Linked DNA regions of Mus musculus: region 1 is linked to region 2. A link is a contact called in public HiChIP or PLAC-seq data. All regions are on one chromosome and are shown on one strand. Each heading gives the region's core, a stretch centred on a gene start, on an enhancer-like site or on the middle of the called end of the contact. The rest is flanking DNA. Distances are from core to core; before and after follow the strand shown.

Region 1 (5,998 bases), core at 1,008-3,507, 130 kb before region 2:
CATATCTGGGAGTGGTCATGACCTGTATCCCAGCACTGGGGAAGTAGAGTCAGATGATCAAAGGAAGGGTTCTGACACAAGGTCACAGTCACCTGAGCTGCTGGCTGACACCCTGCCTCAAAACGACAAAGGTGTTTAAAAACATACAAACAAAAACCCCAAAACAAAAAGGCCAGGTCCTTCAAAGGGTAGAAAGCCAGATCCACGTCTCTTGTTCTGCACAGCACTCGCTGGAAGACCCTAAACTCTGAAACCGCCAGAGGAAGGTACAGGGCAGCCATTCCAGCTTTCCGAAAATGACTCAGGCCACACAAAACTGACATGTGGGGTTGCATGAAATTCAAAACCCTCTGCACAGGAAAGGAAATAACGGGGAGTGTCCAGACAGCTAGACACAGAGAACATTCCTTGCCGACTGTGTGTCTGACAAGAGGCTCATCCCTAGGCGTATAAAGAACCCCAAACCTCCAAATATTCCCACCAGTAAACAGACTAACAGCTCTCAGAAGGAGGCATATAAACCAAAGAGAGACATTTGAAGAAAAAAAGAAAAAGGATCAACACTTTTATCCATTAGGGAAATAAAATAACACCAAAGAATAGCGCAAAAGTTATTGGCCAGGTACATCGTCCTCTACCTTTCCGTGGTGACTAGAGAGGAAACCTCATCATTGCCAGCAGAAGGGGGTTTGACACCGTGCTGCCCGTACAGCCACAGAATCTGCCTTTCATCCTAAGAGCAATTTTAGGCTTTAAGTCAGAAACCTCTTAATCCTATTAAAGAAATGTACAAAAAAAAAAAAAATGAGGAAAAGCATCAGAAGAGAGTGTGAAGCCAGGCTAAGTAACACCTCTAACAATCAAAGCCACAGCAGGGGTTGGTGGACCTTCCTGTTCCCAAGCTGATGGCCCCTCAATGGCCTCACCACCTTGGAAGTGGTCTTAGAATCACAGCCAAGTTCTCAGGGCCCAGGAAGAGAAAAGAAAGCTAGTTACAAGTCTCCCACCTGTCCAGTTGTGCTGCCCACCATATTGGCTGTGGGTGGGGCTCCTTCCACAGGATAAGAAGACTTGAGCCCTAGTGGGTAATGCTGGCAGTGTCGACCTGTTCCTGACAGGCTCCAAAGAACTTGCTTCTTCTCCTGGGCTTGGAGATGGTGGCTCAGTGGGTAAGAGCACTTGCTCTTCAAGCACAGTGACGTGAGTTCAAATCGCAGCACCCTTGTGAGGATCTGGATGTGACTGCACTGTGCCTTGTAGCACTGGTATCAGAAAGGTGGAGATGGGTCAACTCTGAGAGCTTGCTGGCCGCTGGCCAGTCAGCCTAGCTAAAAATATGGTCTTCTGGTCCAGTGAGAGACTCTATCTTAAGGGGATAAGGTTAAGAGCAATAGAGGAAGACACCTGATGGTGCACAGGGTACACGAACCTACACACTCATGTACATATATCATATACACCACAGAAAAGAAAAAAAAAAACAAAACACTTGCTTCTCCATGTCTACCTATTTGGCTGGGAGACAAACAGAGGCAGGGGAGGAAAGGGGGAGAGGGAGTACACTGTATAGGGATGTACATATACATATATGGAGGGAGGGGGTGACCATGCATGTGTGGGCCATGTGTAACCATGCACTGTATAGAAATGACCACGCATTTGTACACCTGCATTGAATCAGAACTCAGCTGGCATTTCCCAGGTGCTGCGCACCTTAGGGCTTTTACTTGCTGTTGCTATTGTTTGAGATTGGGGCTCTCATGAGTCTGAGTCCACTGGTTAGGCTGGGCTAGCTGGAGAGTGAGCCCCAGGGATCCACCTCCTTCTGCCTCCGCATCTCTGGGATTACAAGTGTGTGCCACCACACCCAGCTTTTCAACGTGAGTTCTGGGAGACTGAACTTGGGTCCTCGTGCTTGCGATACACTGGGCCACAGCAGCTTGGACTTCTGACCTCAGCTCTGGGATGTCACTGGCTTTGTTCTTGCTGTCCTGATTCCAGGACTACATCTATACACAACACAGCTCTGCTTCTTTTTCTTCCTGGCACCCACAAAGGTCTCCATCTCACCTCAGACACTCATTAACACAGGTGTCTGGGGCTTCCCTAGAAATGATGTGGCTTTTGCTGCTCCTACTGGGCAGAGCCTGCTGTGGCCTTCCCAGAAAAGCCTCTCTCCTTTGTCCTTACAGGGCCTGAATTGGCCTAGTTCTGGGAAGCTGCCCAGTGGGAACCAACCTTGTTTGCAGTCCTTGTCTGTGTTTGGCATAGGGGAGCCTTTCCTCAAGGGACAGCCTGTACCTGAGCTGACTCAAGCCGAAAGGGTGGCCTGGCCTTCCTTTTCCAGATCTGTGGTTTGATAGTATTCCCGACCCAACCACAGTTGCCTTGGCAGCAGGCAGTCCCTGAGGCCTGCCGGGAAAATTCCATACTCCGATTTGGCACCTGTTCCTGGTAGCAGACAGGCCTGGACTGCTAGGGAAGAATGCAGACATGATAAGTTAGATACTGAACTGGTTGGGGCAATGGCAGTCCTTGCAGACAAAAGGAGCCCGAGAAGCTGAGTGAGAGAAATGGCTTCTTGTTGCTCCCGTGTGGGCAGTAAATCCCTGCCCTCCCCAGGATTGCCCTGGTCTGGCAGGATGGAGCACAGATGATCCCCGATGGCCTACGTGCCAGCCACAAGCCACGCTTGAACACTGCTAGTTCAGCCTCCACAGAGAATCCCTTCTCCGGGGATGAGAGCTGCTGTTCCAAACCCCAGTGAACTGGAACGCATCCACCCTGCAGTGCTCTGTGGCTGGCTGAATCGGGATGTTGGCCTGTGTGTGTGGGAAATGTCGCCCGTTTCTCTGAAATCTGAGTATAAAAAGCCATGTGACCATACAGGAGCTATAGTTCTAAAAACGTTCACTGCCTTGTGCTTGATACCCTCAGTTCCTTGGGGTGGCAAGCAAGCTTCTGTCTTAATGATAGTCTAGCATAAAATAATACAAATCGTTGATTTCTGTTTTAGCCTGCTCATTCCAAATGGCTGGTTCGGAACAGGTGAGAGATGAAGGTGAGAAGAGACAGAAATAATACTCCACGACTGTCTCTTTGGCTCTGGGGACATCTCCTAAGAGGTCAACGCTCCTCCTTGTGCTTTGGAGCGTGTGTGTGTGTGTGTGTGTGTGTGTGTGTGTGTGTGTCCGTGTCCCATGCTGGGAGCTGGGAAGCGGGTCCAGTCTCCTGCAGCTGCGGTGCCCAGCCGAGCAGAGAGGGAACAGCGGGAGGTGCAGGCAGGCATAAGCTTTGGTAAACTGTTGTTGACATTACATTTTATCCACAACTAAAAACCACCTTTGAAGGAATGAAATAAAGCAAAATAAACAAAACAAAGAGAGGGAATAGTGAGAGAACCCTGTTTTCTTTACTGGGAGGAGAATGGAGAAGGAAAAGGATAAGGACCCACAGAGCCCTCAGGCATCCCATGGGAGATGACAGCCACTGCCCTCCCCAAGGCATGCTGAAAGCACCAGCCTCTCAGAGCAGAAGGGAGGGTTCCTAGTTGGCACCTGAGAGGTTTCCAGGGCAAGCATCCTGACCAAGGAGTGCTGCTGTGAACAGAAAGGACAGCCAGGAGTATGCCCAACAACACTGCAGACAACCCAAGTGGCCAGGCTTCTATGCCATCTCAGAGTCCTTGAACTACAAGGCAGGGGTCCCAAGCCTCACCGGGAAAAGGTTCTAAGTGTCTTGCAAATGGGAAAATCCTTATAATGAGTATGCATAGAAAAGGCATGAAGTCATATCACCCCAAAGAGGCAGAGATGGGGAACTAGCAGAAGTGAAATAAGCCCCCAGCCAGCACCCTTTGATGGTGACTATGGCTATAAAAACTTCAGAAGCCCACAGAGGGAGAGAGAGCAAAGGCCTCAGAGGGCAAAGACAATAGACATGCTGTGAGTCTGGCATGCCTTCACCTGGCCTCACATGGCTCTCATGGTAAGTAGAGGCTGGAAGATGGCTGTGTGCTTGCTGATAGTGGGTTGTGTGCCCAGATACCCTGTGACTCACCTGCAGAAGGCACTCACCACACTCCCATCTGCTACCCCTGCTCTCCGCCTCCAAACAGAGCTGGCAGCTGGAGATGGCCCAGGGACTGTCACTTTCCCTCCCTTTTCCACCCCACCTATCAGAAGTGACTCAGTTCCCATCAGTAACCCCTAGCTGTCCTGTGGCTTGAAGAACACTCACTCCTGTGTTAGCCAGCTAGGGCTGCTATGATGAATCCTCCCAACGGGTACTTCCAACAATAGAAACGTATTTTCCCACTGTGGAAGCCCACAGCCAGAGAGTGAGATCCACCACCAGGGGTGGTATGCAGAAAGCAACCTCTCAACACCATGCTGCTTGGCTGTGTGCCCAGATCCATGGAGACCAGCCGAACTGGATTAGAAACCTCCTTATCAATCTCGTTTAGCCTTAGAGCCCTCTTTTAAGGGCTTCAAATATTGCCATGTGGGAGTTCAAGGTTTTACATATGGATCTGGACTCACAGAGACACTGTCCTGTCCACAACACGCTTGGTAAATGTACTATCCCTGACGTGATTCCAGAATGAATTCCCTTTAAGCAGGAGGTAAGCCAGGGAGCCTAGACCCACCACTGCAACCCTGCTAGCATGGAAAGGAAGCCCCGTGTTTTTGTCTCCCGGCAGGGATGGTCCAGGCATGGTCAGCAGAAGGTAATTTTTTTGTTAGTTTGACTTTGCCCTTGGAGGTGGGAGCTCAATTTATGTTGTGTTTCTATTCCCATCTATGTTCCTCAACACCACAGTTTATTTAGGGACTCGTGTATCCATGGAGACACGGAGAACTTCTGGGGGACTTCTGGCCTGCTCTCTTGCTGCCCGGGTGCTCTCTACCACGGACATGAGAGTGATGATCTTAGCAGCAATTCGTCACGCCTCCCACAGCAGCATCTGCCAGACGCCCCGAACATTTTACAGATGAAACAAACCTCTCCATTAGTGATAATATGCACTCGAACCTCACAAGCTCCTCACAAGAGGAGAAGGAGAGTGTGACTTACTCTAAATTGTTTTGATTACTGAGTGCGTGTAAGTGAGCTGCGGTACAGGGAGATTCATGAGTAGCCTGAGACCTTTACTGGGAGCATGGCGTCAGAGCATGCGGCCTCCCAACTTCTAATCAGCCTCTTTTGCCACACGCCAGAAGGAGGTGAAGGAAATAAGACATCTGATTTTAATAGAATATTTTTAAAATCTCTTTTAGAGTAATATACCTTAAGGAAAAGATATATCTGACTTGGCAAGGAAAGTTGTCAGTCAAATTCATGAGACTTGGGGTCTGTGAATCGGCTGCTTCCATGGTTTATGGCAGTGGGGGTGCCCAGGTGGTAGGCCTTGCCTAGGACAACTTGCTTTTCTGGTGCTGTGTGTGGCACAATCCTTCTGGCCATCATACAGAGCGTGGCCGGATGAAAGATACCAGCATTAGACGGCTGGCCTTCTAGAAAACAGAGAACCCCGTCCTTCTCTCAGGTTGAAGGAAGTGCACTGTGAGGCCACTCTATGGCAGATGGAGATGCACTTATCCATCTCCATGTTGCTAATTCCATTCAGGAAGATCAAGGGCTCTTTCCTAAGAGGGAGCTAAGGAAGTGCTCTCTCTCCCTCTCTTTCTCTGTCTCTCTCTCTCTGTCTCTGTCTCTCTCTCTCTCTCTGTCTCTCTCTGTCTCTCTCTCTGTCTCTCTCTCTGTCTCTCTCTCTCTGTCTCTCTCTCTGTCTCTCTCTCCCGCCTACAATCTCACTTTGAGAATTGGAAATTTGGGGAGGGTGTGGTGACATTCTCTCACCAACCACTCCTGGCAGATAGAGCTGAGCTTGCCCCTCCCCCTTTCCTTCAGACCTCAGACTAGATTTAGAAGCCTCCTCAACAGAACAGCTGTCAACAGAGGGCTTTGGCCACAGGGTACCTCCTGGGCAGCTCAG
Region 2 (5,707 bases), core at 884-3,383:
CAAAGAGAAGCACTCCTGGGCTGTTCTGAAGTCACCCCACTCTCTCCAAGTGCTTCCTCCTTATGGCTGATAGGAACTTGACCTTGAGCCCTCTGACACAATCAAGAGAGAGCTACAAATCACAGTAGATGTCCAAGGTTAGGACAGCATTCAGGTGGCAGAACTCAACTTCAAGTTTGAGACAGGACACTCTAACATAGTGCAAGGCTCATGTGTTCTTTCACTACTTCTGAAGGAGTGAGGGGTGACAGACCTTGAGAACATACACAACACGCAACACAATACACAGAAGGGTTTGGGTTCTGGAACTTTTCCTTGAATCTCCAGGCCTAATATGGATGAATTGAGTGTGTGTGCCTATGTGTATATGTGTGTGTGTATGTGTGTGTACATATGTGCATGTGTGACCACATGTATATGCATCTATGTGTCTATGTGTGCCCACTTGGGCCCAATATTATTCTATTACATCGAGGCACAGTGACCACGTAACTGGATATCCCACAATCTGGCTAGCAAAACTTAGACATATGCTCCACATCGAATACTATTTCCAAAATGTTAAGTTTTGGGACTTGTTACTTTAATACTAACTTTAACAAACAACATATATTGAGTGCAAATTATATGACAGACACCAGCATGCAGTGGCTTCTTCTAGTGTCACGAGACACTTAAAAGTTCAGTGTCGAATGGGGAGAGAGAGAAGTAAGGGCTTGTCTGGCTGTGTCAGGTCATATGGAAACACAGTAGCACATATGTCCTGTTTGAAGGAGCATCTCCATTCCTCTTCTGGAGTATCTTCCTGCCTTTGTCTCTTCACAGCCTCTATGCTACATATTGTTTTTTTATTTTTGTTACAAGATTTCTTGACTGAACCAGTGCTCAAGCATTACTGCTTCCAGAAACCTTCAGAATTAAGACACCCCCCTCCACCCCAACAGCCACTTGTTACTTTGTTTTGTTTGTTTTTGTTGACATGGGTCTCCTGTAGCTAAGACTGGCCCTGAACACCTGATCCCTTTGCCTGTATCTCCCAAGTACTGGGATAACAAGAGTGTACCCCCACAACATGTACTGTAAATTTACTTCAAGTTTTAGGAGCACCCTAAGAAAGACAGTTAAACCCTTCCAGCCTGAGATCCTTGCTCTGTGCTCTTGGTTGCATGGTAAAGCCTGGAAGTTTTAGTCTTACACTTGGAAGTTTTATTCTTACAAACCATTTAGATTTATAAGGTTGTAACTAAAACTATGCCTTTGAATACAAATTTTTGGTCAAATCCTAAAAGGTTTACACTTACTGAGAAGTCGATTTAACATTCATCACACCTTTCTGTGGCTGGTAACTTCCCTGACCATGTGGTGGAAACGGAACCTTCATACACTTCTGGCAAGAATGCAGTGGGGGCTGAAGCCCTTTCGCAAAGCTGTCTGTCCCTCAGTTACTATGTAACTAGCATCTGCCCCAGCCCACATCCTAGAGAACTGAAAGCAAGTGCACACAGCCTCATGCCTGGTGCTCAGAATGTCATTCATGAGCGCTCAAAAGAACATGCCCTGGCTAGCAAACACAGAAGTGGATGCTCACAGTCAGCTAATGGATGGATCACAGGGCTCCCAATGGAGGAGCTAGAGAAAGTACCCAAGGAGCTAAAGGGATCTGCAACCCTATAGGTGGAACAACATTATGAACTAACCAGTACCCCGGAGCTCTTGACTCTAGCTGCATATGTATCAAAAGATGGCCTAGTCGGCCATCACTGGAAAGAGAGGCCCATTGGACACGCAAACTTTATATGCCCCAGTACAGGGGAACGCCAGGGCCAAAAAGGGGGAGTGGGTGGGTAGGGGAGTGGGGGTGGGTGGGTATGGGGGACTTTTGATATAGCATTGGAAATGTAAATGAGCTAAATACCTAATAAAAAATGAAAAAAAAAAAAAAAAAGAACATGCCCTGGATTCTATCAACTGCTAAGTGGGCAAATAAAAGTGCCATAGTCATGCAATGCAATGTGGTTTAGCAGTAAAAAAAAAAAAACTAGTAAAATATTGTATGCTATTGCAAGGATTAACCCTGAAAACAGGAAATGAACTCAACTGTAGAGAGCAATGACTCACATGGTTCTGTGCACATGAGATATCCAAATGGGTAACTCCACAGAAACAGAGAGTAGGTGGGTCACTAAAAGTTACACCAGTATACATTAGCTGAAACGATAGATGAAAGTGTCTTGGTGTGGTGCTACAGAAGTGATTATCTGTGAATGACCCTCTTCCTCAGCCTTCCAAGTATGGGATCCCAGGTTCACAGCAGCACATCTGGCTCTAAGACGTAGTTTTAGTGAGTATTTAGACTATTAGTAGCATACCCATTCAAATTTGATAATATATTAATATATGATCACAGAGTAAAAATTTAGTCATGTAGAAATTAAAAGCTACTCCACCACAAACAGTAGCCCCATTCTGTGAGGTCATCTAGTCTTTCTACAAATATTTACTGGGCTCCGGTCTGTCTTCAAGAGTCAGGAGTCAATAAGGCTCGCTTCCGTCTGCTCCTGCTTTGTGTTGCTACAGAACAGGGGAAACACCTCTGTGCTTGAGACACTACACAGGAGGAGAGCTACATTTCAGAGGTCCTGGGTCTCAATGCCACAGGGCCAATGAGAGAGAATAAAGCCCATCTCTCACCTCACAAGAAGGATCACTGTGGCCTCGGTGGTGTAGCTCCCCTAGTTTAGCTGCTGGGAGCTCTTGGGTTTCTTTTGTTCTGTTGGTTTCAGTTGTTCCTGCCTCAGAGCCTGGAGGCCTAGGCTGATCTTCACGCAGTCTCAGCCTCCAGGTGACAATATTACCCTCATTCAACATTTGTCCAAATCAGAGAATTGTGCTGTAAAGTCCATTCAATATCATACCCTGCATTTCACAAGCCAGCACTCCAGGTGTTTCTAACTCTTGTAGCTGATGACGATCAGGTAAATTCCACACCAAGCCAAGGAAGTGTCTCTTCTGCTTCCTCCCTGCCTGTAATCCCCCACCTCCACTTTCACTGATACATTGTTGGTAGAGAGTCTCTTGCAAGTATTTACACTATGAAAATTGGCAGAAACTTCAGGGGTTGGTTTTCTTGGTTATTAGGCCAGAGAAATCATGTGTCATGTTGATTGTACTTAGCACTGTGTCGCATCGGAACTTTGCATTGTGAGTAACACACAAGAAAGCAGAAAAACCATTTCCCATTGTGTGAGAGTTGTTACTAATTGCTCCTGTATTTAACAAATGACTAAGGTTATTTTAAAAAGTCTTTTCTCCGTAGTACTTTCACCTTAATCACTAAAATAAACAAAAGTCTCAACCAACTTTCATGTTGGAATTACATTTATGAATTAATTGCAACTGTAGGCTGGCAAAGGATACAGGGTCAGCAGAAATCAATAAAACCATTCACTGAGAATTAATCAGCTTCATGGAATTTATGTGAGCAATGCATATTTTATTATTGCACATCACTGTATGTGTTTTCTACACATCTTTCAGACTGCACATACAGACATGCTTTTCCCTGAGGTCCAGTTAAACATTCACTACCACACCACTACTTCCATCTAACCCTGACTACTACATGCATGGCATTGTAATGCACCATTAAAGTTATGGTGCTGCCATTTACTCACGAGAAGTAGATAGAACATTCACAACAAATTCAAGACCACTATTCTTAAGCTTTGATATGTTATACTATTTGGTTTCCAGTAAAATTCAAATAAGTCTGACAGATAAGAGTTGAAAGGAGACTAGACGGTGCAGGGGTCCAATGGGGGGGTGTGTGAGAGAGGGCAATGCAGAGACAAAAGGATTTTCCCTCATATGTGGGATTGGGTGGGGAGTGACACAAAGCAACCCCTTTGTATGGAGGGAAGACCATTGAGGAGAGGAGAGAGGGAGTGAGCAGGCAGGGGGAGAGCAAGGTACCATAACATAGGTAGACGAAAATGTTATAGTGAAGCCCATTGCTTTCTGCATTAAATGAATCATAGACAGATATAGTTAGATAGATGATGATGATAGACAGATAAGGTATATAAAAAGATAGATGATAGATGATAGAGAAATGATAGATGATAGGTAGATAGATAGATAGATAGATAGATAGATAGATAGATAGATAGATGGAAAGATAGATGATAGATAGGTAATAGATGACAGATAAATAGATAGACAGATGGATAAATTATAGACAGACAGACATTTGTCAGATCACAAAGCTTAGAGAGGGTGATGGCTGCCATTTCTCTTTCCTTGCCTGAACTTATGCTTCATAATTAATATTTTTTCTTCCCACACAAATACATCCCACACAAGCTAGGAAAAGAACACGCTGAGAAGCTGTCTGGCTTCTGGTATTTAGAAATGACTGAAGCAGCTGGACTTTCACTGTGCAACAGGACAGCCACTAACCACCTGTGGCTATGTAAATTTAAGTTGGCTAAAATTATATACGATGAAAAACCCAGTACCTTAGTTTAGCTAACCAGATTTCGAGTGCTCAGTAACCACACGTGGCCAGCAGCTGTCAGACTGGTCAAGACTTCGCCTTTTTCAGACAAATAGATGGGTCAACAGTTAAATCCTGGGCTCAGAGTTTCCAACCCCAAAGGCCATCCACCTTTTGGCATGGTGAACCTCAAACAAAAATCATAGATGGAAGATGGATGGGAATGTTGTGGGCGCTCTGGTATGGCATCATATGGAGGAGTTGTGTACCTGAGCATGGTACCTGCAGTCTCCTGCCTGCTTCAGACCCTGCTCTCAGCATTACTGAGTCTCTATGCCTCAAAAACCAATCACTTCGCTTGTGTCTCAGTTTCCCCATTTTCTGATGGCCTGATCCCAGTATCCATCCAAAGGGTTGGTTAATGAGTTAGCATTTGTAAGGCTCTAAGACGGTAGTATAGAATAACCTCTATGAAAGTCCTCTTGAAGTTGTACCCAGTAGCAGAGTCTAAAATCTGTACTACTCAGGAGGCCAAAGAAGTCTTTCACAAGTTCAAGCCCTGACTGGGCTCCAGAGTTAAGATCACATTCAGACCAGGCAACTTAGTGAGATACTGTCTCAAATTAAAAATTACAAAAGGGCTAGAATGTAACCCATGGGAGAGCACTTGCCTAGCACATGCAACTGTTGTCTCGATGTTTCATCTAAACTGAAACAATCTCTGCAAGAGGGAAGGAAGAGACTCATAGGACTCAGGAAGTAAATAAAACTTACAAGCCTTAGGAAGTTCCTGAAACCTACAAGGTTCCTAAAAAGGCCCTTTCCCAGGAATAAACAAGAAGTAACTTTGTGTATCAGTTTCCTCATTTTCTGAAGGCCTGATCCCAGTATTCATCCAAAGGTGTGTTGAGTTATCTAATGAGTTAGTTTTTGTAAGGCTTTAAGAGTGACTCAGAATAACCACTAAAAAAAAACCTCCTCTTGAAATTTTATGCAGTGGCAGAGTCTGTAATCTCTACAGTTCAGGAGACCAAAGAAAGGCTTTCACAAGTTCATCGCTGACTGAGTTCCAGAGTTAAGCTCAAATTCAGACCAGGCTACCTAGTGAGACACTGTCTCAAAATAAAAATTACAAAAGGGCTGAAAATGTACCTCCATGGGAGCACACTTGCTTAGCGCATGCAACTGTTGTCTAGATAGCTCATCTAAACG

Evidence for each region. HiChIP or PLAC-seq counts read pairs in DNA pulled down with a chosen protein or histone mark.
Region 1: an HNF4G HiChIP or PLAC-seq map of pancreatic cancer cells shows a contact between it and region 2. The contact joins two enhancer-like sites. A contact is called at or near these places in 5 of 39 promoter capture datasets (the 3T3-L1 cell line, liver, pre-B cells and 1 more), 1 of 484 Hi-C or Micro-C datasets (nephron progenitors) and 2 of 115 datasets of contacts at active chromatin or transcription factors (double positive thymocytes and pancreatic cancer cells).

Annotation. Positions count from the first base shown.
Region 1 is chr6:146,006,925-146,012,922 of GRCm38.p6, reverse strand. All of the region lies in intron 2 of Gm32838 (a long non-coding RNA gene), which reads right to left. All of the region lies in intron 1 of Gm32914 (a long non-coding RNA gene), which reads left to right. Among named protein-coding and RNA genes, the nearest start is that of Gm32914, 4.2 kb to the left of the region's middle. Within about 2 kb of position 2,257, at least 102 of the 459 cell types and tissues checked have an H3K27ac peak or open chromatin away from gene starts, as enhancers often do. A contact at or near this core is called in pancreatic cancer cells, where this site is marked.
Region 2 is chr6:145,879,592-145,885,298 of GRCm38.p6, reverse strand. No RefSeq gene overlaps it. Among named protein-coding and RNA genes, the nearest start is that of Bhlhe41, 17 kb to the right of the region's middle. Within about 2 kb of position 2,133, at least 64 of the 459 cell types and tissues checked have an H3K27ac peak or open chromatin away from gene starts, as enhancers often do. A contact at or near this core is called in pancreatic cancer cells, where this site is marked.